Regions from separate parts of the Mus musculus genome. Here all the other regions are linked to region 1. The links are chromatin contacts, called in public HiCAR-type and promoter capture Hi-C maps. All regions are on one chromosome and are shown on one strand. Each heading gives the region's core, a stretch centred on a gene start, on an enhancer-like site or on the middle of the called end of the contact. The rest is flanking DNA. Distances are from core to core; before and after follow the strand shown. Region 1 holds the start of Mzt2 (mitotic spindle organizing protein 2). Region 2 holds the start of Pdxdc1 (pyridoxal-dependent decarboxylase domain containing 1). Region 3 holds the start of Nde1 (nudE neurodevelopment protein 1). Region 4 overlaps Myh11 (myosin, heavy polypeptide 11, smooth muscle). Region 5 holds the start of Abcc1 (ATP-binding cassette, sub-family C (CFTR/MRP), member 1). Region 6 holds the start of Rimbp3 (RIMS binding protein 3). Region 7 holds the start of Ypel1 (yippee like 1).

Region 1 (3,833 bases), core at 390-2,889:
ACTGGACTTGCATCCACTTGTCTGGGAGGACAAGCTGTATTTCAGAGGGTCCGACAGGCAGAGAGAACAGATGTAACAGATAGGATGGGCAGGCTGGAGGACCTGAGATCCCTGTTACACTCTGCTCACCACCATCTGCTTACACCTGGTCCCACTCATGACCAGGCCATTCACACCTGAGAACTGGGTGAATCTTTCTGTCAGACCTCTACTTTTTGTCCCAAAGGAATCAGATGGCTTCAGTCCTGCAACCCAAAAAAATCCCCAGATGAGAGGTGTTCGGGCCTGGCCTGAGATGAACAGGAGCTAGACGTGGCCCTCGGAGGGGGAGGCGTTGTCTGCTCTGCTCTCTGAACACTTCCTTGAGGCTGTGTGGTAGATGGAGACCAAAGCCATGTTTATTCCTCTACCTGTGCAATGGAGGCATGATGAAGAGGTGAGAGGGAGTCAGAAAGACCAAGTCTAGCTTGCTTGGACCAGTCTTTGGTCCAGCAGTACAATCCGAAAGGTGGAGCCAACTAAAGTCCCTGAAAGGTGGATGGGTCTGCAGACCTTGGGAGGAGGCCTATAGACAGGTTGAGCAATTCTAAGACAAGCCGGCACGAGGTTCTCTACTCCTTCCCCACCTCGGCCACCCTCTAGGCAGAAGTACCCAGCCCATCTCTAACCTCGGGTCTCTGATGTGGATGTAGACAGAGATATGGGCACCGAGTCCTGGGGATCGCTTGCCAGCCGCTGCCCAGCACACATGGACTTCAGCATCTGGAAGACGGCGAGGGGAGCCACATTCAGATTCAGCAAGTCCACCAGGATCCTGGGGAAACAAATGCAGTGCTTAGCGAATACTGAAAGCCACAGGGCGGACATGCTCTAGGAGTCGCGCCAGCTGGGTCACCGTCTTGAAACCCCTTAAAGAGACACGGATATCTTAGAGTAGCAGATGCAGGAATGAGGAGTCCTAAAGCCGGCATTATCTGTAGGGAGTATGAGCTCAAAGTCCCGACCCCCGCTTTCTCACTTGAACACATCGGGGTCGATGGCGGCGCCAGCAGCCTGAGCTAGCTCGTACAGCTCCATCTCCTCGGCCCCCAGCACTTTCTTCCGCCGAAGCGCCAGCTTCTGCAGCGTTGCTGTCTCCAATCCTGTGGAAACCGCGAGTGCAGCACCACCAGCAGCAGCCGCCGCCGCCGCCATTCGTATAGCCTGAAAAGGGATCTGTGTTGGACAGAGTCTCTGCAAGTCAACAGCTCCAGCACCGAGGCGAGAGTTCCAAGAGGCCTTTACACAGTCGGTTACTTGACTTGTTCGGAACGTCTACTGTGCACAGGGCAGTGTGCTAGGCATGGGGTGGGGTGGTGGGAAGCTGATCACTGCCTGACGATCAGACTTGGACTGCTGGCTTAGGTAGCAGACCCCAGAATAGTACCTGGCATATACCGGGTACTTAGCAAATGCCTGTTGGATGACGAGTATTCACGATCTCGTGTAATTACCAGTTCTGTTGACGGTCCCTAAACAGCTTTGCTTTTAAACGGATACGCACTCCTGTCCCCCGACCCCGAAATACATAAACTTGGGGAGTAAAGAGCAACTGAGGACGTCACTGCGCACGCGCCTTGTGGCCAACTGCTTCTGCACTTGATTGGCTTTTGCTTTTGCAGGCGCTTTTCCCGGGAGGTTGAGCCGCTTTTCCCAGTAGGCAGGGGTGTGGCCTGACGCGCAGCTTGATGACGCTATTTCCGGGTTGTGTGTCTGGATAGCGGCGTCTATTTCTGAAGATAGGTAGGATGGTCATTTTGAACTCAACACGTTAGCTTGGCCGGTGTGTTGAGAACTGCAAATGTTTGGCCGGTTACCATGATTGTCACTGCCATCGGGAAAGAGTGGACCGGGGGAGCCGTCCAGAAGTGCCTACACAGTGAAAGGGGACCAGGAGGGGCATCTAAAATTTGTGCGGGGGCACTCTTGGAGATATTTTGTCTCCTGATGCTTTGTCCATTTTACATTACTAGTCTTTTGCATATGTGTGTGTATCCGTATGTGTATGTTTGTTGATTGGTGTTTTTATTTTTTCAATTTGTTTTATTCTGGCTTGATTTTTTTTAAATGTGCCTATTTGCTAGAAAAGAGAGGAGGGAGAGAGAGAGAGAGAGAACTTGAGAAGGTAGGGAAGTGGCAAAGTTCAGGGAGGAGGTAAGGGAGGGAAATCATGATCAGATTATAGAGTATGAAAAAATATTTTCAATATAAAAATATATTGGGTGAATAGTCTTCATTCTTAGGGGAAAACGTATTCATTACCGGGAAGGGGAGAATTTAGAGCATCTAGTCAGTTCTCAGCCTTCCTTCTTTCTTCCTTATACTGAACACAGCTTCCCTGGTTCTGCACTTCCGGTCTTCATATTTGGTGAACCTTTGGCCAGTCACCAAGGTCCAGATCTAAGGACTAAACACCATTTCCATGTTGAATGGTGCGTCTGTCACAGTGAGGACCATGGTGACAGTAAGCTGCTGGTGACTGTGAAGAGCCAGTGTGGGCTGTGGGGAATGAGTCTGGCTCCAGGAGCAGACATTACAGGATGTATGTGCATCTAATCTGGCACCTGCTTCCCAGGGTGGAACATCAGGTGCTTGTTTGCAGGATTCCAGAATATCTCAGGTTTTCGCAGAACTGTGGCCATGATGTAAATGTAGGGCCTCCCTGCCTCATTAGTTTATTGTAGGATTGATGGCTCCAGGAACCAGCTCCTATTGGTCAGAATGCCCAAGAGTACAAACTGGAGGCAAATCGAAGTGAGGCACAGCATCATCTCCCTAGCCAGACAACTGTTACCTGCATGCCATCAGCTCTGCCTGTTTGTAGGAGTATATCACCTCAGGTCCATGGATGGCCAGTGTCCATTCATAGAAGGAAGGTCAAGGTAGGGTCATTGGACCCTCACATAAGTCACTCCGCCATTTTCATATAATTCTGACATAATCATACATGGCCTCAACTTTAGGAAAGTCCAGAGGACTAAATTGCACAGACTTAGAGACCTTAATAAAGGGCTCTTGTACTAATACGCACTTAAAAATTCAAACATTTATGTACACACAACATGCTCATACAAAATCTCTCTCTCTCTCTCTCTCTCTCTCTCTCTCTCACACACACACACACACACACACACACACACACACACACTGTCTTGGCTAGTGTTTTGCCAACACGACACAAGATAGAGTCATCTGGGAAGATCCTCCATTGAGAAAATGACCCTATCAGATGGCCTGTGGGCAAGCCTGGGGTGCATCTTTTTTTTAATTGATGACTGATACCAGAATGCCCAGGTGACTATGGCTGGTACCGCACCTGGGCATGTGGTCCCGGATGGTATATCAGAGCAGGTTAAGCTAGCAATGGGAAATAAGCCAGCAACATTTCTCCATGGCCTTTGCACCAGCTCCTACCTTTGTGTTCTGTCTTGAGTTCAGGCCCTGATTTCCACAGATGATGGATCACAACTTGTGAGATAATATGAGCCCTTTTCTCCCCAAGTTGATTTTGGTCATGGTGTTTTATCAAAAGAATAGAAGCCCTAACTAAGGCCCATATTGTTACGTATTCTTTCACACTGTTATACTCTCAGATGCTCACATGTGACTCAGTGTCATATACATTCACAACCATGTTGCATGCAAGTATATATTCTCACACTTGAATGCTTACATGCCTGCATGCTCACACTGCACACACAGTGTGTTAAACACACAACCTCACACAGAAATGCTTGAAGCAAGTAAACATGCCCTTACATACACATAGTGTATTAGTCAGGGTTTTACTGCTG
Region 2 (3,833 bases), core at 704-3,203, 2.0 Mb before region 1:
GATTTTCTTTGGAGGGCTTAAAATATTTTACCATCACTTAATATACAGAAACATACCATTTACACTAGAGTTCCTACCCACTTTTAGTTTTCAGATACTCTCAAAGGAAAGATCATCTTTGTTCTTTCAGGTTTCTAATGAAATGACTTAAAGCCTTGTAAAGAAATGGGAAACAGAATATTTTCAGCATCATTTTGTATTCAGCTACTGGAGTTACACACACAATCTCAACTAGTTCTCTGAGCTTCTGAATCGCTGATCGTTTCCCGATGTGCAGAATTAGCCTGTGCAACAGAGAATACTCGAAAGTATGCTTGGGTTCTTCTTACTAGGCCCCAGCAGTACCTCCCTTGTACTCCCAGGACTCTAGTTTAAAACACCTCCAAAAGCTGCTAAATGTCCCTGGGGAACAAACCTAACCCAAAGTTGAGAATCGCCATTCCAAGTGAAGCTCATGGTACCAAAAAGTCGACACTATGCTCGTCAGAAGAATCAAGGAAAAAAAACATCTTTTTCTCTGATTGCTTTCCACCCAATTTATACTTGAAATAGCCGAGGAGCAAGATATGCCACTGTGTGCACATGAAGACATCTGGCTTAATTTCTACAATTACTGCTTTCAACAAGTCCTGTAATATCAGCAGTTTGGGAGGCAGAGGCAGGAGGATCACTTTAAGTTCGAGACCAGCCTAGTCTACAGAGAGTTACAGAAGAGCCAGGGTTACTTTCACAAAACCGGGGACTGAACAAGGAGAGATTGAAGAAGGGGGCGAGGGTTGGTGGGGAGGATGGAAGGAAGGATTGATTTCACTTGTAGGGAAAGCTAGGTTTTTACATCATACCGGATAAGCAGAATTTCGAGAAGGGACAGAGAGAAAAGACTGGGAGGACAGAACGTTAGGCACTGAAAGCACAGTCCATGAAGAAACCCAAGGACCTGTTTGTTCTCAATAGCCAGCCCTTAGATGGGAACAATTAGAGTCTATTTAACATGCCCGAGTAGGTAGCCAGATCCATCAAGCTGCTGTTGCCCCAAGGGGTGAGCAGGGCTAGACACAGGTTCCCATGGACTTGGAATTGACCTGAAGTCCTCTCATGATTCTCACTCAGAAAGAGGAACCCAAACGTAGTGAGACCAGCTGGGACCACCTCCTCTTCCCAGCCCCCAAATAAACTCACCAGTTACAGAATACCCAACCCTTTCTGGATACCAGGGGTTCTAGTCTGGGGTTTGCTTGCTACAGCATCGGAATCACGTGGGGAAACTTCTTAAACTCTACAAACTGAGTTCCCGCCCACCCGAGCTTGAGACCCGAGGCTGCAAAGCCATGTTTTCACCAAGGTCCCCAGGTGATTCCTACGCCCGCCAAAAGTTACAATTTGTCTCCTAACTTGGAAAGCACTGAACATCTGTGGCTTTTGCAGGGGCCTCCGCGACAACTAGGACTTCTTCCCGTACGCTTCTGGGGCCCACACCGATTGCTCCTGTCACCCTACAGGACCAGCGCGGGTTCAGGCCGGGTCCTACGCCGAGCCTCGGTAAAGCCAAAGCCGGCTCCGACAGCGCCGGGCCCACCTCCCCTCAGCCACCGGGCCCCGTGACGTGGCCCGGCCCGGCCCGGCCCGGCCGCCCTCCTCCAACGAGACTCCTTAGTCCTACGGGGAAACCAGTCGCCCCGGTGGCGAAGACCCGGGACCACAGCGCCGCCCGCTCCTTCCGTACCTTCTCCAGGGACGCGTCCATGGCTGAGGCGTCCGGTGCTGGGCCCGCGGTGCTGGGCACTACTTCCGCCTCCCGCGGCCCGCAGCGGTTTCCACGCTGGCAGCGCTGACGTCCTCCCCGCCCGCAGCCGGCGGGGCGGAGAGGAGGAGGAGCTGCCCCGCAGCGCGGCCCGCAGGTATCCTGCGGCTTGCTGAAGGCGGGGCTAGGCCCGTCGGGTGGGCGGGGCCTCCCGGGGCGGGGCCTTCTAGGCTTCCGTACTTGGGCGTCACGCCGGCCGGTCCTAACGCTGCTTGGTGGCAAGAACCCCGTCTATAGGGCGGTCCAACTTGAAGCCTGTGACGACCGTCGCAATGAGATATCCACCAGGTAAAATACTATCGACTCAGCTGCACGGCCCAAGCCAGGCTTTCAAGTCCTCCGCCGTCAACACCGGTCAGGAATGGAGTAGTTATTTACCTTAGCAGCCTAAGACCAGCGCTCACCCTTGCGCATGCGCGGGATGATGTATTTTGTCAGCTCTTTCCTCAGAAGTCCAGACAGAAAGGAATTCGAGGCCGCTGTTCTGGCGTCCTCCCTCATGTCACAATGATGGCTTGTCGGAGGATGGGTAATAATAATGATAATAGTAGGTCTGTTGCCTTTCCATTTTATATCAGAGCAGAAATTTGATATGGAGGTCATTATTATCCGTTTTAGGTTTAGTCCCTTGCAGCCCGGCAGTACACCTCATTATTCCCGCTTCACACCCGCTAGGTGGGGGTAGTGCGTTTTTAGTGAGTAAGAGCCCGTGGGATTTGTTTCCTACATTGCTCCACTACTGATGGGTAGGTGAAATGGGATCTTACCACCATTGTGGTCAGTGAAACTTCCTGCACAGAAGTCTGATGATGCTAAAAACCACAAAGCTATCCCTACCCTCTCTATTTCTTATGCAGCATGCTCCCCCAAACCCCCAGGTTGGGTCGGGTTGTCAGTGTAGTAATTATCTGCAGGCGGTCTCTACTTTGTATTTGGATAAATGGCCTGCTTGTGTTGTTAACATTTCCTAGCAAAGAAATCGTGTGTGCTGCTTTTGAGTGACTCTCCAGTTAACTGGAAAAAAAAAAAAAAAGTGATGAAATAGTGCCTTTTTTTTTTTTTTCCTTTCTTTTTTGGTTTTTCGAGACACGGTTTCTCTGTACAGCCCTGGCTGTCCTGGAACTCACTCTGTAGACCAGGCTGGCCTCGAACTCAGAAATCCGCCTGCCTCTGCCTCCTGAGTGTTGGGATTAAAGGAGTATGCCACCACGCCTGGCTTGAAATGGTGCCTTTCAAAGACTGAAAACTGATGTGCTCCTGCTTGAACAAAACAATGTGTTATGAAAATTTCCAAACCTGTAGAAAGGACAAAAGAATTTCGGTGAACAGTCATGTGCCCATTAGCTAGATTAGTTGCTATTTTCTTCTTTTTTTTTATCACATGTGTATTCAGATAACTATCCATCAATATTTGTGCTGGTACATTACAACTCTGAACACTTCAATATTATTAAAGACTTATTTTTTTTAGGCAGAGGTACAAGAAGTGTCTCCTCCTCCACCTCATGATTTGGAGGCTAGACTAGGAGAGATGCCGAAGTCCAAAACAACTTGGCTTGGTGACTCCAAACCAAACAGCTAAGGTGCTGATGGTAATGGTGGTTGCCACTAAGTCTGATGGACAGGGAGAACCATCTCCTGCAAGATGCTCTCCGACTGGCATATGCGTGCTTACACACTCACAATTTTTTGTAAGCAAATAGCAAAATAAAAACAAGCAAACAAAAACAGTGCACAGGCTGTAGAGATGGCTTAAGAGGTAAAGGCCTCTACCACTAAGCCCGGACTGAGTTTGATCCCTGAGACTCACAGTGGAAAGAGTAACAACTCTGGAGTTGTCCTCTGACTTTTGCATGTGGCACACATGCACACACACACAAGAGCTCACAAAATAAAAATGTAATAAAGATTTAAAAAAAGAAGCTCATAAATGTAACATTATCTCCAAGTAGTTAAAAAGTAGATTCAAGCCAAGCCTGGTGGTGCATGCCTTTAATCCCTGCACTTAGGAGGCAGAGGCAGGTAGAGCTCT
Region 3 (3,833 bases), core at 784-3,283, 1.7 Mb before region 1:
CAGAGTTCTCCTCTACCACCCATGAGGACAGGATCAAAGGAAGAGAAGTCAAACTCTCAGCTTGGTCACAGCACAAAAGCTACAAACAAAATGAACAGAATTTTTTTTTAAAAAAAAAGAGCAAAGCCAACTACAGTAGCCCAGGACTTTGATCCCAGCTCCTTCAAAGGTAGAGACAAAATTACAAATTCAGCTTATCCAGGCTACAGGGTGAGCTTAGGTCCAGCCTGGGCATCTTAGAAGGAATTTGACTAAAAAAAAAAAAAAAAAGAAAGAAAGAAAGAAAGAAAAAGAAAAGAAAAGAAAAAAGGGGGCTGAAGGTATAGGTCAGTGGTAGAGCATTTACCTAGAGTGGGTAAGGTATTGAGTTCAACCAACAAAACTGAGGAGAGGGGCAGGGGGCAGGGGGCAGGAGGCATTACTTGTGTAGCCCAGGGGAACAGAACATGATTGTAAGAGTCAAAAAGAGCCTTCTGAAGCTCCTTTTGTTAGGTACAAAATCGAAACACTTGGATTTCCTGTACCCTTTTTCTCATCTTTTAAACAATTCTAGGAGGCTGGAGATACAGCTGAATGATACAGTATTTGCTTAACATGGCCAAGGGCCTAGGTTCAAGGCCAACACTGCCAGAAATGTAAGCTAACTATGCCTTTCTCTGGCTTCCCAGTCTCTAAATAGTCTTCAGCAACATTTGGCATCTGAAATTCTGTTTCCGTTTACTGTATTAACCCTTTAAGATCAGATTCTTTGTCTTAGTCACCAGGTTGTAAAATTACCTGTGCCTAATAGTATTTAATAATTAATGAACAATTAATGGCTTAACGTTAAGAAATTATTATTAGCTGGGCCTGTGATCCCACTGAAAAATAAGGCTAAGGGAATACTCAGAAATTTGAGGCCAGCCCAAGTTACATAGGAAAAGTGTTTCAAAAAAGGAAAAAACAAGGGGCTGGAGAGATTGCTCAACAGTTAAGAACACTGATCTCCTAGAGGTCAATTCCTAGCAACCATATGATGACTTTTTTTTTTTTTTAAAGATTTATTTATTTATTATATGTAAGTACACTGTAGCTGTCCTCAGATATCCCAGAAGAAGGCATCAGATTTCGTTATGGATGGTTGTGAGCCACCATGTGGCTACTGGGACTTGAACTCGGGACCAGTCGGGTGCTCTTAACCCCTGAGCCATCTCGCCAGCCCTGTTTGTTTGTTTTTCAAGACAGGGTTTCTCTGTGTAGCTCTGACTGTCCTGGAACTCACGCTGTAGACCAGGCTGGTCTCAAACTCAGAAATCCGTCTGCCTCTGCCTCCCGAGTGCTAGGATTAAAGGTGTGCTCCACCACTGCCCGGCTTATTTACAAAGCACTGCACAAAGTCTTGTAAACTTATTTATTTAGCTCGGGGGGGGGGGGGGGGGACGACGACGACGACCATTTTATCCACGAGTAATTAAATACCTTGTTTCAAATACACATAGCTAGTAAGCGGCGGAGTTAGGATTCAAAGTCAAGTTCTTTCACATTAAACTATTCTGTCTCAGAAGAAGCCACAACAGTTAAAGATTCTATTTGGGGTGTAAAGTTGTGGAATAACAAGGGTCCTGTGGGCTGGGCGGAAGTTTGTCGTTCTCTATGCCTGTTTTTGTCTTTGTGCATTCTGGGCTAGTATAGCATTTTTGGAATCGGGTAGGGCACTTACAAGTGTAACCCAATATCAGCTATTCCTAATGCCCGGGTTTCTCCGACCAATTGCTCCTTTGTCTATTCTTGGGCAAGAGCAAGAGCAGATAAATGCAACCAGTGTGAAGGAGAGGCGTGCGGATGTTCCAGAGTGCGTGGCACGGCGAGTACCGAGCCGCCAGCAGGCCCTCTCCACGCCCGCCTTCCGGGCCAGTGGCCTGCGCCTCCTGCGGCCCCTCCCGCCCCCACCGAGGCTTGGCCCAGCCGCGCCCGGGCCTAGAGAGAAAAAGTTTCCAAACCTCGCTTCTTTGCGCTGATTGGCCGAGTCAGACGCGTCCCGAGAGCGGCAGCCAATGGGAGGCGCGCACCGCGCAGTACCGGCGAGGCTGGAGGGCAAGAAAGGCCTGCCGGCCCGCGCCTCGCTGGAATCGTCGCCGCCCGGGCTGGGTAAGTGGAGCCAGGCTGCGGGCGGGTCTCCGCCACGCCCGCAGCATCCATCCGACGTGTCCCCCACACCTGCCCTCCTCAGCTTTCCACCTTCCATCCGTGAGCTCCGCCGCTCGCCCTGGCCAACTCCGTTCCTCTTCTGCTGGCTGCTTTTCTATCCTCGAACGTCCTCAAGACCCATGCCCACGCCGCCCCAAGGCCCCCGAGTTCTTAGTCTGCCCCTTCACCCCACAGTTTCCGGGTCCCCAACTGCTGCCGCACGGATACCAACCTATATCCAACCTTCCCCTCGATGCCTATAGGTCTCGGCCGCTGGACGTTTCAAATTTCCCTAGACAGCACTTTGGATCGGATAAACTTTATCCGACAAAGGGTGAGAGTGCTTACCCCACACCTTGGATGTTGGCCCAGCTCACCTCTACCTCTTTGAGGTCCTGGGCAACCCGGAGTCACCTTGACTCCGGAGCGACTTCATATTTCCTAAATCATCTCGACTTTTTGCCAGGTTGTGCATCCTTCTGCGCTTTAGCCGGATCCTCGCTCAACTTCTCTAGCTGGGTGGAGGTTTGTAATTGGCTCTGCCACCTGTTTCTGTGTATTGTGTGTTAGGATAACATTTTAGGACTCAGAAGGGGTGCTTTTGAAGTATAGTCTGATAGAAACTACTCCAGAGCCTGAGGGTATCTGACCACGCACTTCTCTTCCCCAGCACACTGGTATTCAGCCCGTTTTGAGGTTTAAGTAATTCCCCTTTCAGAATTCCATATGGAGTTCAGTAAGAGGAACTTACAGAACTATGACCAACCCTCCAACCCCTCTGAAGTCGCATGTCTTTGTACTTAAGCAGCAAGAAGACAAGCTAGGCTTAGTGACTGACTCTTGATGTGTTTGACCTGGAACTTGCTCTATAGACCAGGCTGGCCTCGAACTCAAGTTGATTCTCTTGCCTTTGCCTCCCAAGTGCTGGGATTAGAGGTGTCCACCATCACCTGGCTCCCATTCACGTCTTGTTTATTTGAGAGAGATATAAACTTGGGCTGGAGAAGGGTATTGGTTCATTCGATATTGGCATCGAGTATTGGTGATCAGCTTGGCTAGCTTTCTTCACTCAGACATCACTTTATTTCTTTCCTAGAAATTTGAAATTAGAGGTGTGTGACTTGTGTGTGTTCTCAGACAGTTTTGTAGACTTAATTTTGGGGGACTCCTCCCAACAAAACCAATCCTAAGGACTGAAAGTTCTTATTTCAAAGTGTGAGGACCTAAGTGATGTCCCCAGCACCAAAAAGCTGGTGTGATGGTGCACACCTGTGATTTGCAGTACCCAGCTTGGGGGACAGGGGGGCCCTGAGGCTTGCTGCCCAGTGCAGGAGAATGTGAGCCCTGGGTTCAATGAGAGACCTTACCTCAAAAATAAATAAATAAATAAATAAATAAATAAAATTAAAAAGGTGGAGAGTGATAGAGGAAGACACCTGATGTCACTTCTGACCCTGCATGCACACAAACACCTGCACACACACACACACACACACACACACAAACCCCACTTCTGGCTCCTCATGCACAGGAATACTTTGCACATACACAGAAACCCCGTGCTGAAATGAATTCTTAGACGTGTAAAACCACCTTACGGGAAACAGGTACTTTTTAAAATTTGCTTTTTGAATTTTGTGTGGTGTGTGTACTTGTTAGCATAGAGG
Region 4 (3,833 bases), core at 652-3,151, 1.7 Mb before region 1:
AGATGGAGCTCACCGCCAGACGCGCCCTCGGGATGTGGAAAGACCAGCACAGGCTCTGCAAATGCCAGCTCGTCTCTCATCTCTGGGGTGTAGCGCTGCCCCACACTTCAGTGCACAATGAGAAAAGCACACTAATACCAGAGCTTGGCACCCTTCACTGGCTACTAACTTATTTTCTAGTTGATGGGTAAAACTGGCCTAGAGTTGGACCTAGAACTTTTCGTGTGCTACTGACATTACAAGGTGATTTTAAGCTGCTGGCTATTTGTTCTCCTTAGACATAATAACCTGGGGAAAGATGGACTTTATTTTTTATAAGAAATAAAATAAAACCAAAAGAAATCCCTGCTCAATAGATGTGCGTCCTTTCATGTCTGTGCACAGGGCCATGAAGTTTGTTTTTAACCAAGTAATAAAATAATTGAACAAAAAAAGTGTTTTGTGCATTGTATATGTAGTTGTTTGTGTGGATTTGTAGAAACGAGTACACATGTATGGGAATCAAGCCAACATCTGGTGTCTCCCTCAATTGTATGTGTGGTGTATGTAAGTAAACAATTGTATGTGTGGTGTATGTAAGTAAACAACTGTATGTGTGGTGTATGTAAGTAAACAACTGTGTGGTGTATGTAAGTAAACAACTGTATGTGTGGTATATGTAAGTAAACAACTGTATGTGTGGTATATGTAAGTAAACAACTGTATGCGTGGTGTATGTAAGTAAACAGTTGTATGTGTGGCGTATGTAAATAAACAGGTTTGCACACATATGCACAGAGATTGATGTTTAGTGTCTCCTCCCCCTTTTTTATTCCATTCATTTACATCTCATGATATCCCACTTCCCAGTTACCCTTCCACAAGCCCCCCCATCTCACAGCCCCCATCTCCTCCCTCCCCTCTGCCTTTATGAGGGTGCTGTCTGTCTTCTTTCCACTTTAGTTTTAAGCCTGTATCCACCGTTAGGTTAGGTTTTCCTCCAGGGTGGGGTTACAGAAGTGTGCCGCCATGCCCAGCTTTTATTTGGGTTTTGTGGCTCTGAACTCAAAGCCTCATACTTGCAAAGCAAGCACCTTGCACACTGAATCTGATTTGTAAAAATCTCTATTGAAGTCAGCTTTTCAGCAGTGATGTCAGGGAAATGTTTGTCAGTCATTCCAGCTATAGCAGCAATCGGCAGGGGATTGATTGGCTTTTCAGCTTTTCAGTATTTCCTATCTTTTTTTTTTAAATCTGTTGAGTCGGGCTTTAGGAAAGTTTGCATGGCTAGAACTTTTGCCAAGCATGTCTCCCTGTCTCCCTTAAGCACTGTAGTTGGAGAATTAAAGGGCCCTGGCCTGCTTCTGTAGGGTTTTCATGCTAAGAACACTTTTCTTAAATGGTTGTTGGGGGTAGGGTGAGATAGCCTTGGAGTTATGGTCAGCCCTGCCTCAGCCTTCCAAGCCCAAGGATTATGGACATGGGCCACCATGCCCTAAGTGGTTTTTGCTTTTTGTTTTGTTTTTAATGGTTTTGCGCATTTTGTTTGAAGATGAATGTGTTATAGAGGCAGATGTGGTCTACAAATCTGAAGTATTTAAGTCCATTATTTGTGCGTGAGAGAGTATATGCCCCAACACTCATGTAGTGGTCAGAGTACACCTAACTTTATGTGAATTCCAAGGATCAAACTCAGGTCATCAGGCCTGCACTGTGGGTAGTGAGCAGCAGTCCTAAATACTGCATGTCTGGCCTTAATAGAGGTGTCCTGCTGACCCCCTCTGCTAGGCCAAAATACTGTATTGCAATTTAAACAGATGAAAGAAACTTTGTACTTAAAATATTGGTTGAATGTGCTGCCCTCAAAAGGCTTGGGTCCAGAAGTACCATGGACTTTGTGTTTGGGGGATGCTGCGATCTTTGTGCAGCTTGGACACAGGGCCCAGTTCTAAACACAGAATTCATTTGGGCTTCGTGTACACTTTCTTGTAGTGGGATCACTGAGAGGATTAAACGAGTTGCCAAGACAACAGCTGGACAGAAGAGCCAACTCCTTTCTCGTGACTTACAACCTTTTATTAGTGAAAGTGACCATGGGTGCAAATAAGTGTGATTGCTCTGCTCCGCTCGCTCTGGGAGCAGTGTTTCTTTTTTTAATTCAGATGACTAAAAAAGTCACTTGGGCGAAGTGAACTGTGTGTCTGAGGTGTGGCAGGCAGGAAAGGGAAGGGAATTTTCAAACGGGATTTCCTCCCAAACTGGAAGGTCAGGCAGGTCAGGGAAAGGTTGGGAGTGGGTTGGGGGCTGTGGCACCCATTCATGTAACTTCCTCATTTCATGTAAACAAAGTTGCTGGTGACTGTGGCTCCTGACCTGTACGTCTTATTTGGATTTTTCTCTGATAGCCCATCTAAGAACTTGAATTCACACCCTTTGTGCAGGGCTGTGGTTGACTCCTGGTGAGGGGTGGAGTGATTTCTGTGACTTGAGAACGAATGGACACAAGTGCTAAGCAGTCTGCTGGGCTCTGCTGTCGTTTAGTGTTCTGTTTTCCCTGACATGGTGTCCAATCCTGAATTTATTCACTGGCTTTGGTTCCATTGAAGTCTGAGTCCCGAGCGTCCATTTCTTCTTCAGAACCATCTGTGTTTTCAATAACTCTACGGCCCCCAGCCCTTCTGGAAGGAACAAATGAAGCCTCGTTTCCTCTCCTATGGGTTTGAAACAGAAAATACACTTGTCTTTAGTAAGAAAATCTCCCAGTGATTGGAAGAGGCAAGATCAAGGTGAGATCAAACACACACTCAACATGAACGAGTCACAAACAAATTCAGGGTGAGTCCTATCTATTCATTTGGCATGGGATTATTGGTTTTAAAATATTAAAATAGGATTCTGGTCTTGTGTTGGGTTGGGAAAAGAAAAAGGCCAAAACAGGTGTAGGGTAGCGCACAGGCCTGGTGTCATCAGGTAGAAGGTTGTAAAATTATAGATAAAACAGCAGGCCTAGTGCTGTTTTATCTATAATTTCCCACAGGAATAAAAAAAAGGCATGATTTTAGGTTTTCAAAGTGGAGAGGGAGAGTTTCTCAGAGTACAAGCTTTAGTTGAAGGGTGACACAGCGCCATCTGCTGGTGTGTAGCTTCCTGCTCTGAGATTCCCCCATGGTAGAGAGATGGTGTCTAATTTGAGTGTATTTTCCTCATCATGGTCACATGATGCAGAACACAAAGTAGATGTTCAAATGAATAGTTGAAAAATTGTTAATCTGAGGTACATTTTTGTTCTAGTGGGCAGGACAGCCCTGAATCTTCACTACTCCAGCTTTCAGCCTCTGCATGTCCCACCCATCCTGGCTATCCAAGTGGCTGATTTTACTGGAAAGGCTAGATATATAGCATGCAGCCTTGGGCAAGAGAGGAAAGTGGACAGAAAGGGGGACAGGTCAGTTTACTTGAAGCTAGCTTTTGCTATCACAAAAGGTTATGTGGATTTTCAGTGACCTAACACATGATCTTGTTGGGTCAGCACAGCCCTGTTTGACCTGAATGTGAATACAGGTGCTAACACATTTTAGTACAGTTTAGAAAACCAACATTGGGTAACAAAAGCAACTTGCTGGCCATAAGGAGGCTGGAGGGAGAAGCCATGATGGTGTGCCCACCCACTGACCCATTCTTTTCCCCAAAGGAACACATTAGACAGGTAATACACAGCAGATAGGGGCCTCCCTGTGTAAACACTTTGGGGTTTTCTTGAGATGTAGCAATCAAGAATAAATGCTTAAAGTTGTAGCCACTCCCAGAATAAGACACTGGGGCCAGCTTCAGAGGGCCATTTCAGAAGGGCTTCT
Region 5 (3,833 bases), core at 857-3,356, 1.5 Mb before region 1:
AAGAAGAGCCTCAGGAGTCGATCCTCTCTTGCTACCTTGTGGGCTTGGGAGACCAGGTTGTCAGAGCTGCATGCAAGCACCTTTGCTGGATAAGCCATCTCACTGGCTGTCTCTGATTTATTTGTTGAGACAGCATCTCTCACTGAATTTAGACTTCACAACTGGGCTAGGCTGACTGGCTGTTGAGTTCTAGGAATCTGCCTGTCTCCATCTCCCCAGGACCACATTACAGATGTGCCCTGACACATGGGCGTTTTCTGACATGGATGCTGGAGTCCAGACTCCAGGTTCTCAGGTTTGTGCAGTAGTACTTACCCAGCTAAGCTTTGTCACCAGAACTGCTCTGTTCTACGTTTTGTGTCAGGGTCTCATGCAGTCCTGGTTGGCCTCGAACTCAAGATCCTCCTTCAGCCTCCCAAGTACTGAGATCGTGGGCGTTCACCACCAGTCTTGGCTGCTTCATAGTTTTCTTATAGGCTGCTTTCCTCAGCTCAAGACACAGCCCAGCCCAGGCTGGAATCCCAACCATGCTTGTGTTTAGCTCAAAAGCTTTCTTTCAGAAAGCCTTCTAGACTTTTACCTGAGCAGGCCTGGCCCCCTTGATCCTCTTTATCCCCTTCCTGGATCTTGCAACAGTTTCAAATACACTTTCCGATTATGAAAGCATGTCATTAAGATCTGTTGCCTTATCACTAAAACACATGAAAATACAGCTCCACTTTCCCGTCTGTCAGATCTGAGCATATTCCAGCTGCTAGCTTGCTAGAGCCTAGCAAGACTCCTGCTATACAGCAGATGCTCAATAAATATGGGTAACAGTGCATTGAGAATTGTTACCTGAAAGTAATTATCTTTAAAAAACTTATTCACAGAGGTAAAGAAACTTCCTGCCAAGCCTGATGACTTGAGTTAGCTCCCTGGAATCCACAAAGTTCCACAAAAAACAACTCTCCCAGGCTGTCCTGACCTCCACAAGCACAAGTTTATATACACACCCACACACATACACACATAGAAGTAAATGCTGTTACTACAACCACCACCTCCACCACCACCACCACCACCACCACCACCACCACCAAACTCTTATTCATACTGAGGGGGACCTGACTTGTGGTTGACCTTCAAAAATTGTTTATCTTACTCATTTTCTTTATTACTTTTTAAATTAAAATATTTTTTCAGGGGTATACATAGCTCAGCTGGTGGAGTGGTTCCTGCTGACAACAAAACCTAGGAGGAAGCCTGGGTTTTGTTGTCAGCGCCCCAGGTGGCTGGGGTAATAAGAAGTGGAGGAAAGGTGATGCACACCTTTAATCCCAGAGCTTGGGAGACAGAGGCAGGCAGATCTCTGAGTTCGAGGCCAGCCTGGTTTACAAATTGAGTTCCAGGACAGCCAGGGGCTTCATAGAGAAACTTCAGTCTGTCTTAAAAAAAAAAAAAAAAAAAATGGAGGCAGAGGGGCTCACAAGTTCAGGGTCATTCATCCTCTACTACATAGTGCTTTAGAGGCCAGATTTAGTTATTATATGAAACCCTGTCCCCAAATTCCTCATACCAAGTAATAAGGAAATGAGTTATTTCCTGGCTGCACTCAGAATGGGAGAAATTCCCAGGGTGCTTTGCAGACCATGGAGGAGGGGTGGCAAACTGGTGTTCAGGATGGAGATCTCAGTGTTTAGAATGGATTCATAGGGCTCCTGATTCAAACGAACTACACTTCTACTCGTTGAGGGACTCTGAGCGAATTTCCTCACCTTTCTGAGCCTCAGTTTCCTTATCTGTTCTCTTTCCTTTCTTGGGAGCTCACATCCATATCCCTCCAGGTGCAACTGAAGGAAAAAGCCCTAAAATCACGCAAGCACCGAGCGTTCTCCCGCAGCGGGGGGCCAGCGGTACAGTTAGGGTCACCTGGGATGAAGCCCAGGTGTGGAGGGCCCAGTGCGGGGTTCTTCCGGGCCGTGTCGGCTTTAGGAGCCGCCAGTGAGTGGGAGCTGCAGACGAGGCCTGCAGGCCCAGGCCAGGGCAACTCGTGGCCGTGCTCGCTCCCACGCGCGGGGCGGGGCGGGGTGGGGCGGGGCTGCATCCCGGTGACGCGGGCCAACCGCGCGGCGCTGCGCCTCCTCGCTCAGCCGGCCGCCCGCATGGCGCTGCGCAGCTTCTGCAGCGCTGATGGCTCCGATCCACTCTGGGTAAGGTGGTGGGCCGCGGGGGACGGCGCGGGGGCGACCGGGGACTCGGAGGACGTGGGGGGACGCTGGGACGCGCGGACCCAGCTGCTCCCCTAGCCGGAGCCCTGCTCTGCTTACGCGGGGATTCGCCACCCGGGCCCCGGCGTAGCCGCCGCTCTCTTACTCTGGGGACCGGGTTCCGGGAGAGCTGGGTGTGTGCGGGGAGGTGCCTCTGTGCTTTGGGGTTCTGCCATCGGGAAGGGACGCCAGATCTGGAGGCAGCAAATTGGGGATTTTCTGTGTTTTGTGGGGGTAGGATCTCCGTTTACCGCGCACACACTATCATAGAGCACCGTGCAGGAGCCCAGACTCTAGAAAGGGACTTCCCATCGCTTGTGTTGGGGTTCCCCACTGTTTGTTTTACCTCTCGTTTACTCTGGCTTCATGTTTTTTTTTCTCATCCTCTCTCCTTTCTGCCTAAATGCTATCAGGGAACTTTAAGGAAATAAGGAAAAGCCAAGAGAGGGGAGAAGGGCCTTTCTGTCTCTTTTTGTAGGTTTGGGGTGCAGTGGAAAATGCCCTGGACTCTGTAACCAGGAGAGTGCCTTCTACTCTGAGTCAGAGAGACTCCGCTGCTCTGGGGATGTCCCGGGGACTTCAGGCCCTCTCCAGGTAGCTTTCTTGTGAAATGATCCTAGGCTGGGTTCCCTGGCTGACTGCTCTAATCTCCAGTGCTTGTGTATTTCGTGTTCCTGTAATGCTGTTCCTGTAATGCGATTTGCCTGTTATTCCAGAACACTCCTGCATCACATTGTCCTGATTATTAGTGACTACAATAGGAAACCCTGGACACAATGACTTTTCTTTTTGTTTGAGAAACAAGAAAAACATCCCTGTTTCTTAGCAGCTGATGGTTAGCGCCCACAAGTATTTGTTCTGTTTTGTGGTACCTCCGTGATAGACTGCATTAGGAATGATGACCCCTGAAGGCCCCCTGGGAGACTTTTGGGTGAGGAGGGTGCCAATTTTGGTTGAGAAACTTACCATACTTGGATAAATGGTTCATTTTAAAGCCAAGAGGTTGGAGGTTTCTCCAGAGCTGGAAACAGAGCTTGTGATTTACATTCGGGAGTCTGCAAGAGATAGGTGCCTGTTTGCCACACAGGAACACTGTGTGTCCTCTACCCTTGTGCCAAGTGTAGAGACAACGAGGTTATTTTGCAAGAACTCAGGGGGATCTGGGTCACTAACATGGGTGCTGGAGTATTTCCTGAATTTCTTTTTTCTCTTATGGTGGAGGGGAAGTAGACATTAGATTTTCTACCAGTTTGCATATTTTATTTTTGCATATATATAACACACACATACATATATTGTGTGTGTGTGTATGTTTGAGTGTATGCATACCATGGCACATGCGCACATCAGACTTGTGTGGAACTCTCTTTCCACAGTGTGGGTTCTGAGGTCCTCAAGCCTCTCACCAGTTCACATCTGGATGTATCCTATTGTTGCGCAGTGATGACTAGGAAATGTTGGGAGGTATTCTCTAGCTTCTAATATGCTAAAAAGCCTACCCAAGAAGCCTGACTTGGTGTTCTTTCCTTCTTGGAACTTTTTGCCACAGAAAATGAAGATGGATGGATTGTGTTTGGCAGTAGT
Region 6 (3,833 bases), core at 604-3,103, 1.3 Mb after region 1:
CTTCCCAATACCCCCATGCCCGGTGTACACCCTAAAGCTTGCTGACAGGTGTTTGCTGAGTGTTGGAACTGGGTAGGCCTGGAGACCAAGTACAGTACCCTCTATGTTCTTTCTATCTGCCTGGTCCAACCTGCATGGGAAAGACATTCCATTTTTACCTGCTTTGAGTTTGCTCTGGGCAGAGACACAAAGGTTTACTAGTCATACCCATTCCTCAAAGGTAAAGCAGCTGTATGTAGAGTCATCAAGGCAACCCTGTGGGCTAGAGCATCTTGGGAACTCTAAGCCCAGCCTGGAGAGTCCAGAAAGGCTCCTTGGAGTAGAAAACTACCAAATCAATACCAAAAGACAGGAAAAAGTGAGCAGTAGGTAAGAGGACAAGAGTAGGTTTGAGTCAGGTGTAGGGTGCACACCTGTGATCCCAGCTGTCTGGTAGCCTGATGCAGGAAGACCACTAGTGCAAGGTCAGCCTGGACAAATTAGCAACATCCTAACTCAAATATGAATTTAAAAAGGAGATGGGTATAGTGCCATGCACATACCTCTAATCCCACTTGGGAGGCAGAGGCAAGTTGATCTTTGTGAGTTTGAGCCCAGCCTGGTCTACATAGCAACTTCCAAGTCAGCCAGGACATAGAAAGACCAGACCCTGTCTCCAAAACAAAGACAAACACAAAACAAAAAATTCCACCATCGCCACTACTACCACCACCACCAGAAACTTCAAACAGACATTCATGCATGGTGCTGCATACCTTTATTCCAGGCAAGGTCTCTGTGACTTCTAGGATAGCCCAGTAGACATCAGTTCTAAGCCATCCAGAGCTACAGAGTGAGACTATATATATATATATATTTTTTTTTTAATGTTTTGGGGAGCTGGAAAGATGGCTCAAGGGTTATGGGTGCTTGCTGATCTTGCAGAAAACATGGCTTTGGTTCCTCCTCCTGAATGGTGGGATTAAAAGGATATACCACCACTGCTCATCTTAACATCTTACTTTTTTTTTTAAAGATTTATTTATTTATTACATGTAAGTACACTGTAGCTGTCTTCAGACACTCCAGAAGAGGGCATCAGATCTTGTTACAGATGGTTGTAAGCCACCATATGGTTGCTGGGATTTGAACTCAGGACCTTCGGAAGAGCATTTGGTACTCTTAACCACTGAGCCATCTCTCCAGCCCCAACATCTTACATTTTTAAAGGGGCTGAAGACTGAAGATATAATGAATAGTAAAGTGCTTGCCTATTACTTACTAAATGAGACCTTGGGCTCAGTCTCTACTACTACTAGTACTACTACTACTTCACAGAGAGAGAGACAGAGACAGACAGAAACAGAGACAGGATATGAATCTCAGTGGTATAAAATTTGCCCAGCATGTTTGAGGTGGGTGCAATCAATCCTCAGTCACTGCCACCTGCTGATTCAAAAAGGCTCAGATGCAAGACATGTTGGTCAACTCCTGCAATCCAAGCACTGGGGAAGCAGAGACAGCCTGCTCTATAGAGTGAATTCCAGAACAGCCAGCTCTACACACACACACACACACACACACACACACACACACACACACGTCTCAAACAAACAAACAAACAAACAACACAAAGTTTCAGTTGATATAAGAAAAGGCACCGGGCAGTGATGGCCTTTAATCCCAGCATTTGGGAGGCAGAGTCAGGCGGATATCTGAGTTTGAGGCCAGCCTGGTCTACAGAGTGAGTTCCAGGACAGCTAGGGCTACACAGAGGAACGCTGTCTCAAAAAAAACAAAAACAAAAACAAAAACAAAAAAAAAACACAAAAAAACAAAAAACAAAAAAACAAAACCAAAAAGAAAAAAGAAAAGAAAAAGAACAAAGAAAAGGCTTAGCATGTTGGGTCCTGCGTAGGAACAGAGGAGTTATAGCCACTTAGGGCTCAGAGCTCAACCACAAATTTAAGCAGATCTTGTAAGAAGTTTACCTAATTTCAAAACTCGACCAGAAACCCTAGTAGAGCCAGGTGAGATCTGACCAGAATCCATTTTTACTCAGGCCCAGGATCAGCGATCATCTAGGAACCCTACTGGGGATCTAATTCTGGAAAGGATTGCACACTGCCAGGGCGAAAGTGGAACAGGTCACAAAAGCCCTAAAGCAGATATGTGTGGGCTCCGAAATATGCCCGGGGTATCCGGGGAAGTTCAGAGGCTAGTTTGAAAGGGGTCTCAGGAGTTTAGGAAGAAGCGAAAGGCACTCAATCTGTGGGGAGGCGACAGGTTATAAGGGAGATCGCCCCCAAGGCGGAAGAGGCGCGCGGAGGGCACCTAGGGGCGCCGGAAGGGGCGCGTGGGGCGGTTGGCAGCGGCCGGGGGCGGAGGCCGTTGGCTAACTGGCCTACCAATACCAAACTATCTCTCTGGCTTCTTGCCGGGCTGCGGCCACAATGACAAAGGACTCACCCACCCCCTTGGGTGGTGGCCGCGCGTCGCCCAAGAAGCCAAGCAGCCCCGGCCCAGCGGCCGCAGTGCTGGAGGAGCAGAGACGAGAGCTAGAAAAACTACGGGCAGAGCTGGAGGGCGAGCGCGCGCGCGGCCGGTCGGAACGGAGGCGTTTCGCTACCCAGACGCGCCAGCTGCGGGAGTCGGCTGAGCAGGAGCGGCAGCAGCTGGCTGACCATCTGCGCTCCAAGTGGGAGGCACGACGCCTCCGGGAGCTGCGGCAGCTGCAGGAGGAGGTGCAGCGCGAGCGTGAGGCCGAGATCCGGCAGCTGCTGCGCTGGAAGGAGGCAGAGATGCGGCAGCTGCAGCAGTTGCTACACCAGGAGCGCGATGTTGTATTGCGCCAGGCAAGGGAGCTTCAGCGTCAGCTGGCCCAGGAGCTAGTGAACCGTGGTTACTGCAGCCGCTCAGGGGCATCCGAAGCCTCCGCGGCACAATGCCGCTGTCGCCTGCAGGAAGTGCTGGCGCTGCTGCGCTGGGAGACCGACGGCGAACAAGCCGCGCGCATCCGCCACCTGCAGGCGGCGCTAGACGTGGAGCGCCAGCTATTCCTTAAATACATCCTAGAGCACTTCCGCTGGCAGCCGGCTTTACCGGGACCCGCGGACCCCCAAGCCACGCATTCCTTGGAAGAGCCGCCCCTAGAAGCCCAGAGTAACACTGGTGGCACCCCAAAGCCTGCTCGTCGACTCGGATCCCTCGAAAGCCTGAACACTGGCGTCCGGGTTCATTCTCCAAACGACCTGCTGCCCACGCGCGCCGGCTCCCTCGAATCTTTGGCAACAGCACATTCCTGCTCACTGGACAACACACTGAATTGCTCCCAGGCTTCTGAATCCGAGGTAAGGGCCCCTGCGACCAGCGCGTCTATTCCAGACACCTCCAGTCCCCAGCCGCCGCCTCAGCTACCATCAATACATAGGAAACCTAATGACCTGCAGAAAGAAAGCTCCGAGAACAAGCCCTGCGAAGCCTCGACCTCCTCGCCTCCGGGTCTGGACTACCAGGAACTGGTGAGGCAGAACTCGGAGCTGGCCGAGGCATTGCAGGTGCTGGTTCGCCGCTGTTGTGACCTGCGCGAAGAAAACTTGCATCTGCGGCGTAAAGGCTTCTCCGAGGAGGCAGGAGAGAAAGTGAAATGGCTCAAGGTGAAGCACGCAGAGCTGACCGATCTCGCTCAGCGCCTTGAAGACAGGGCCCGCAAGCTTCAGGAGACCAATCTGAGGGCCATGAGTGCTCCAGTGCCAGGTGAGAGCCTCGAAGGTCTGGACCTGAGCCAAGTGTTTACCTGCCAGCGTGCTCAGGACCTGTCAGAACAGGCTGGCGCGCTGCAAGCCAAGGATCTA
Region 7 (3,833 bases), core at 481-2,980, 1.2 Mb after region 1:
GGCTCTGTGCTCAGTCTCAGCATCAAATGCACCAGGTGTGCACACCTGTAATCCCAGCAGGCTGCACAATTAGAATCTCAAGGTTAAATATGTCACCTCCAGCCACATACAGACTGAAACTGAAGGGGTACAGAGGTTTCCATGAGCTTTAAAAGGATGGCAGCTCTTTTTCCTAAAGCAGGGTCTCTCTCCTACATAGCTCTTGATGACCTGAAACTTGGTATGTAGACCAGGCTGGCTTTGAACTCACAGAGACCCACCTGTCTCTGTCTCCCACCCCCAAGCACTACAATTAAAAGCATGCACCACTGCTCCCAGCAGACAGAAAAAATGTTGAAGATCAAATGATACATGTTCTCTCTCAAAGCAGATTCTAGCTGCTTGAAATGTTTGGATTTGTGTGTTTTTCCTGGAGTGCTTCCAGAAGTCAGGACGCTGGAAAAGGGCACTGGAGTATCCATGATATGAACAGGTAGGTGTTAGAAGTGGGATGGGTAGGAAAGGAAGGCTGGAGGAGGCCTAACCAATGCTAAGGAAATAGGAAAATGCCGTATATAAACCTACTATTTTCTAAGCTATTAAAAAAAACACATTTTTTAAAAGATTTATTTATTTCATGTATGTGAATACACTGTCGCTGTCTTCAGACACACCAGAAGAGGGCATCAGATCCCGTTACAGATGGTTGTGAGCAATCCATGTGGTTGCTGGGAGTTGAAATCAGGACCTCTGGAAGAGCAGTCAGTGCTATTAACTGCTGAGCCATCTCTCCCGCTTAAATTCTTTAAAAATAGAAGAGTCAGCCAGATGGTTCAGTGAGTGAGGGTGCCGCTATCAAGCCTGCTGACCTGAGTTCAAATCCAGGATCAATATGGTAGGTGAGAAGCAGAGCTAACCTCTGGTGCACAGGCATGTGCTTATTCACACAATAAGCTTAAAATATAAAGTTCAAGATCATGTTTGAGCTACATAGTTGAGGCCAGCTTGAATTACAGAATTACAGAGATCATATTCTAAAAGCCAAAAAAACATGAGACTCCCTAGCTAGGACGAATACAAAAATAGAGTAATCAGTCACTTGGGAGACTCACTAAGTAAATGGCAACTCAAAGGGCCCACAATCTAATCAATTAGGGGTATCCTCAATACAATAAATCCTAACAAGCACACTCTAGAGGGCGCAAATACGTCCTGCAATGTGTACATTCACCCTCAGCAGTGTGCTTTGAAAAATCGATCTAAAGAGACTAAGAAAAAAATAACAGAAGAAGCGCAGATGTGGGCATGGAGACTGGGTGATACTGCCTGTGTTTTGTGGGTAGGAAATCTAATCTGGGGTTCCATAATTCAAGTCCACGCAGACCTGGAGGCTCTTGGATGGCGACTTGGAGAGTGGAGAAAGGGTGGTCAGTATGGAGAGAGGGAAGAAGCTTGCGCTCTAGGGACCCAGCTGCAGAGGTCCTCCTGCCTGCAGCCTGAGGCGCAAACCTGTGGAAAATCTCGGTCCTTTGGCCTTCCAGGACCCTACCTCCCCACCGGCCCCGCGACCTGCCGGTTCGCCTGGGTTCCTCGTCAGGCCAGCCCACCGGACTCCTGGCGAGCTCCACCCGGACACGTTCCAGCCCAGTCCCCCGAGCGCAGCGGGGCGCGGGTGGACGCGTGGGGCAGGGCGAGGGGCGGGGAGCGTGGAGGGGCGGAGCGGCGGGAACGCGAGGGCGGGGCTCGGACACTGATTGGGCATCGCCACGTTCCGAGGCCGTTTATGGCGGCTGGGCTGGGCTACGGGTCCAAAACAAAGGGCAGGCGGCCCGCGAGGCGGCGGCAGGAGGATGCCTCGCGCCCGGAGTGGGCGCCAACGGCCGGAGCGCGTCCCGGGTCACACCGGGACCGCCTGAAAACCGAGCTCGCGCCGACCGAGCCTGGGCCGGATGGGCGCAGCGGACCGCGGAGCGGCCGTGAGTACGGGCGGGCCTCAGGGGTTCTCTGCGGAGACCTGAGGATCTCCGGCTCCGGGAGGCGGGGAAGCACCTGTTGGGCGCGGGCGGGCCGGGCGGGAGTGCGGAGGATGCGTTGACTTTTTGTTCTGATGTTCCGAACTGTTGGTATTTGGGTCATTAGAAGACAACGCAAAATCCCGGTCTTTCTTTCTTTCTTTTTTCTTCGCCCCCCCCCCCCCATTGTTTTTTCCCCTACCTTAAAAAATGGGGAAAGAAATAAATACAGAAGATACCTCCAATAAAAGAATATTATGGGGTGGCATTTTCAAGTTGCCTGTACAATAATAACTAAAGGGAATTGTCCTCATTGTTTACCACTTGTGGCTCTAGGCTTTATCAATGTAAATTGCTAACAGTAGCAACTAAATAAGATATTCTCTACTCAATAACTGCACAAATGGTCATCTTCGATCGTGTACTGAGCTCCAGGATAGAAAGCCGGCAGAATTCTGTTTTGGATAGATAATAGACGTTGAAAACATCATTTTTCAGCCCAAGGTCTTTCTAATTCAGTTGCCTTATAAGTATCCACAATGTATTCACCTTAACTAATGTATCTTGTCAAAGAATTGACCATACTCCTCCTCGCTCCGCTGAAGTTCCAAGACCAGGCTCACCTCCTCTGGGGAACTTCTCCAGGCCCCTCTGAGTAAGCCACCCTCACCCATCACCCAGGGCCCTTTACCTCTGCTGTGTTCTGGTAGATGTGTTAACAAATGTTTGCTGAGTACCCGTCTCCCTCTCCCCTAGGGGCTGGTCCAGTGGGTGTCTGTGTGCATGTGTATGGTGGGGTACAAATAAATAAACACACACACACATGTATATTCACCGTGTGTGTGCCTGGTATCTAGAGAAGCCAGAAGAGGGCATCGGATCCCCTAGAGCCGAAGTTATGGATCCTCCACAAGAGCAGCAGGTGCTAAAGGATGTCAGCCCATCTCTCCAGCCATACTGTGGGCTCTTAAAAAAGTCAGGGGTGCTGTATTTGAAGAGTTTTGCTACCAGGATCCCTAGGTCTATGTGTTCCTAGCCAAGGGACTATGTGGTTAGCATGTCTTCTTAGGGATTAGACCAAAATCTTGACTTACCACAGATATATAGCAGCCCAGGGGCTGGCCCATATGAAACACTAAAAATACATACATACATACAGACAGACAGACAGACAGTTGAATCAATGCCAGTAATCAATCTGAATAGAAGTCTTTTCTTTTCCTGTTTTTTTTTTTGTTTGTTTGTTTTTGTTTTTTTTTTTACTTATGCATTTTCGGCAAGTGCTCTACCACAACCACAGCTCCAACTTTATAAATAAACTTAATTTTATAAAAGAGCTGGGGGTGTGGCTGGGTGGTAGGGCTCAGCATGTGTGAGGCCCTTGGTCTCCCCCCCACTAGACACGCAAATCAGAAGTTCCCCCTCAGCTCTGGCGGACCCAGCTCAGCCACCCTTCATTGCTGGGGTACACCTGGTCACACTGAGTACCTCAGGGGATCTGTTCTTAAATCCCAGGTTGTCCTTGCATTCTAAAGAACCGAAGTTGTTTGTTTGGCACTCTGTGTTAGCACAGATGCTCTGATGTCGTTCTTCAGTCCCACAAGCACAGGCACGGATGGAGGCGACAGGGCTGGATAGTCTTAATGCATCTTTCTTGATGGAGCGTTGAGAAATGCTGCACCAAAAGTTTAAAATATAAAGAAGCAGCTTATTTGTAGTATGTGAAACCTAATCTTCTCATGCTAGGCTCGTGGGATGAAAGTTTTAGCTGAGGGTTTGGGTACAGGAAGAGAGCTGAGCATACAGGGGAAGCCACTATGTTGTGGAACCCGGAATGAGATC

What was found. Promoter capture Hi-C pulls out the DNA fragments that hold promoters and counts their contacts. HiCAR-type assays count read pairs that join an accessible place to other places. Capture Hi-C pulls out chosen DNA fragments and counts their contacts.
Region 2: a contact with region 1 is called in a HiCAR-type map of astrocytes, with 3 times the contacts expected there. The contact joins the promoter of Pdxdc1 here to the promoter of Mzt2 in region 1. A contact is called at or near these places in 1 of 39 promoter capture datasets (cranial neural crest) and 2 of 115 datasets of contacts at active chromatin or transcription factors (astrocytes and large pre-B cells).
Region 3: a promoter capture Hi-C map of liver shows a contact between it and region 1, with 2.2 times the contacts expected there. The contact joins the promoter of Nde1 here to the promoter of Mzt2 in region 1. A contact is called at or near these places in 2 of 39 promoter capture datasets (liver and neural stem cells), 2 of 484 Hi-C or Micro-C datasets (B cells and CD4 T cells), 1 of 115 datasets of contacts at active chromatin or transcription factors (astrocytes) and 2 of 9 other capture datasets (adipose tissue and liver).
Region 4: a contact with region 1 is called in a promoter capture Hi-C map of liver, with 2.8 times the contacts expected there. The contact joins the enhancer-like site here to the promoter of Mzt2 in region 1. A contact is called at or near these places in 4 of 39 promoter capture datasets (embryonic stem cells, hippocampal neurons and liver) and 2 of 115 datasets of contacts at active chromatin or transcription factors (large pre-B cells and stem cell-derived neural progenitor cells).
Region 5: a promoter capture Hi-C map of embryonic stem cells shows a contact between it and region 1, with 3 times the contacts expected there. The contact joins the promoter of Abcc1 here to the promoter of Mzt2 in region 1. A contact is called at or near these places in 5 of 39 promoter capture datasets (the 3T3-L1 cell line, cranial neural crest, embryonic stem cells and 1 more), 1 of 484 Hi-C or Micro-C datasets (B cells) and 2 of 115 datasets of contacts at active chromatin or transcription factors (astrocytes and stem cell-derived neural progenitor cells).
Region 6: a contact with region 1 is called in a promoter capture Hi-C map of liver, with 2.5 times the contacts expected there. The contact joins the promoter of Rimbp3 here to the promoter of Mzt2 in region 1. A contact is called at or near these places in 2 of 39 promoter capture datasets (liver and second pharyngeal arch cranial neural crest).
Region 7: a contact with region 1 is called in a promoter capture Hi-C map of liver, with 2.9 times the contacts expected there. The contact joins the promoter of Ypel1 here to the promoter of Mzt2 in region 1. A contact is called at or near these places in 1 of 39 promoter capture datasets (liver) and 1 of 115 datasets of contacts at active chromatin or transcription factors (large pre-B cells).

Annotation. Positions count from the first base shown.
Region 1 is chr16:15,861,730-15,865,562 of GRCm38.p6, forward strand. Mzt2 (mitotic spindle organizing protein 2) reads right to left here and starts at 1,640. Exons shown (of 3, transcript NM_029354.3): 1 at 1,019-1,640; 2 at 669-814. The coding sequence starts at 1,194. It overlaps Gm41425 (a long non-coding RNA gene), which reads left to right and starts at 1,708. Exons shown (of 3, transcript XR_875934.2): 1 at 1,708-1,782.
Region 2 is chr16:13,901,192-13,905,024 of GRCm38.p6, forward strand. It overlaps Pdxdc1 (pyridoxal-dependent decarboxylase domain containing 1), which reads right to left and starts at 1,954. Exons shown (of 23, transcript NM_053181.3): 1 at 1,724-1,954. The coding sequence starts at 1,744. It also overlaps a transcript of Mpv17l not described here.
Region 3 is chr16:14,161,242-14,165,074 of GRCm38.p6, forward strand. It overlaps Nde1 (nudE neurodevelopment protein 1), which reads left to right and starts at 2,034. Exons shown (of 9, transcript NM_023317.2): 1 at 2,034-2,127.
Region 4 is chr16:14,192,495-14,196,327 of GRCm38.p6, forward strand. It overlaps Myh11 (myosin, heavy polypeptide 11, smooth muscle), which reads right to left. Exons shown (of 41, transcript NM_001161775.1): 41 at 2,033-2,690. The coding sequence ends at 2,558. Nde1 (nudE neurodevelopment protein 1) reads left to right here. Exons shown (of 9, transcript NM_023317.2): 9 at 1-434. Among named protein-coding and RNA genes, the nearest start is that of Nde1, 31 kb to the left of the region's middle. Within about 2 kb of position 1,902, at least 17 of the 459 cell types and tissues checked have an H3K27ac peak or open chromatin away from gene starts, as enhancers often do. A contact at or near this core is called in embryonic stem cells and liver, where this site is marked.
Region 5 is chr16:14,359,452-14,363,284 of GRCm38.p6, forward strand. It overlaps Abcc1 (ATP-binding cassette, sub-family C (CFTR/MRP), member 1), which reads left to right and starts at 2,107. Exons shown (of 31, transcript NM_008576.3): 1 at 2,107-2,192. The coding sequence starts at 2,145.
Region 6 is chr16:17,206,282-17,210,114 of GRCm38.p6, forward strand. It overlaps Rimbp3 (RIMS binding protein 3), which reads left to right and starts at 1,854. Exons shown (of 1, transcript NM_001033338.3): 1 at 1,854-3,833. The coding sequence starts at 2,433.
Region 7 is chr16:17,068,409-17,072,241 of GRCm38.p6, forward strand. Ypel1 (yippee like 1) reads left to right here and starts at 1,731. Exons shown (of 5, transcript NM_023249.6): 1 at 1,731-1,955.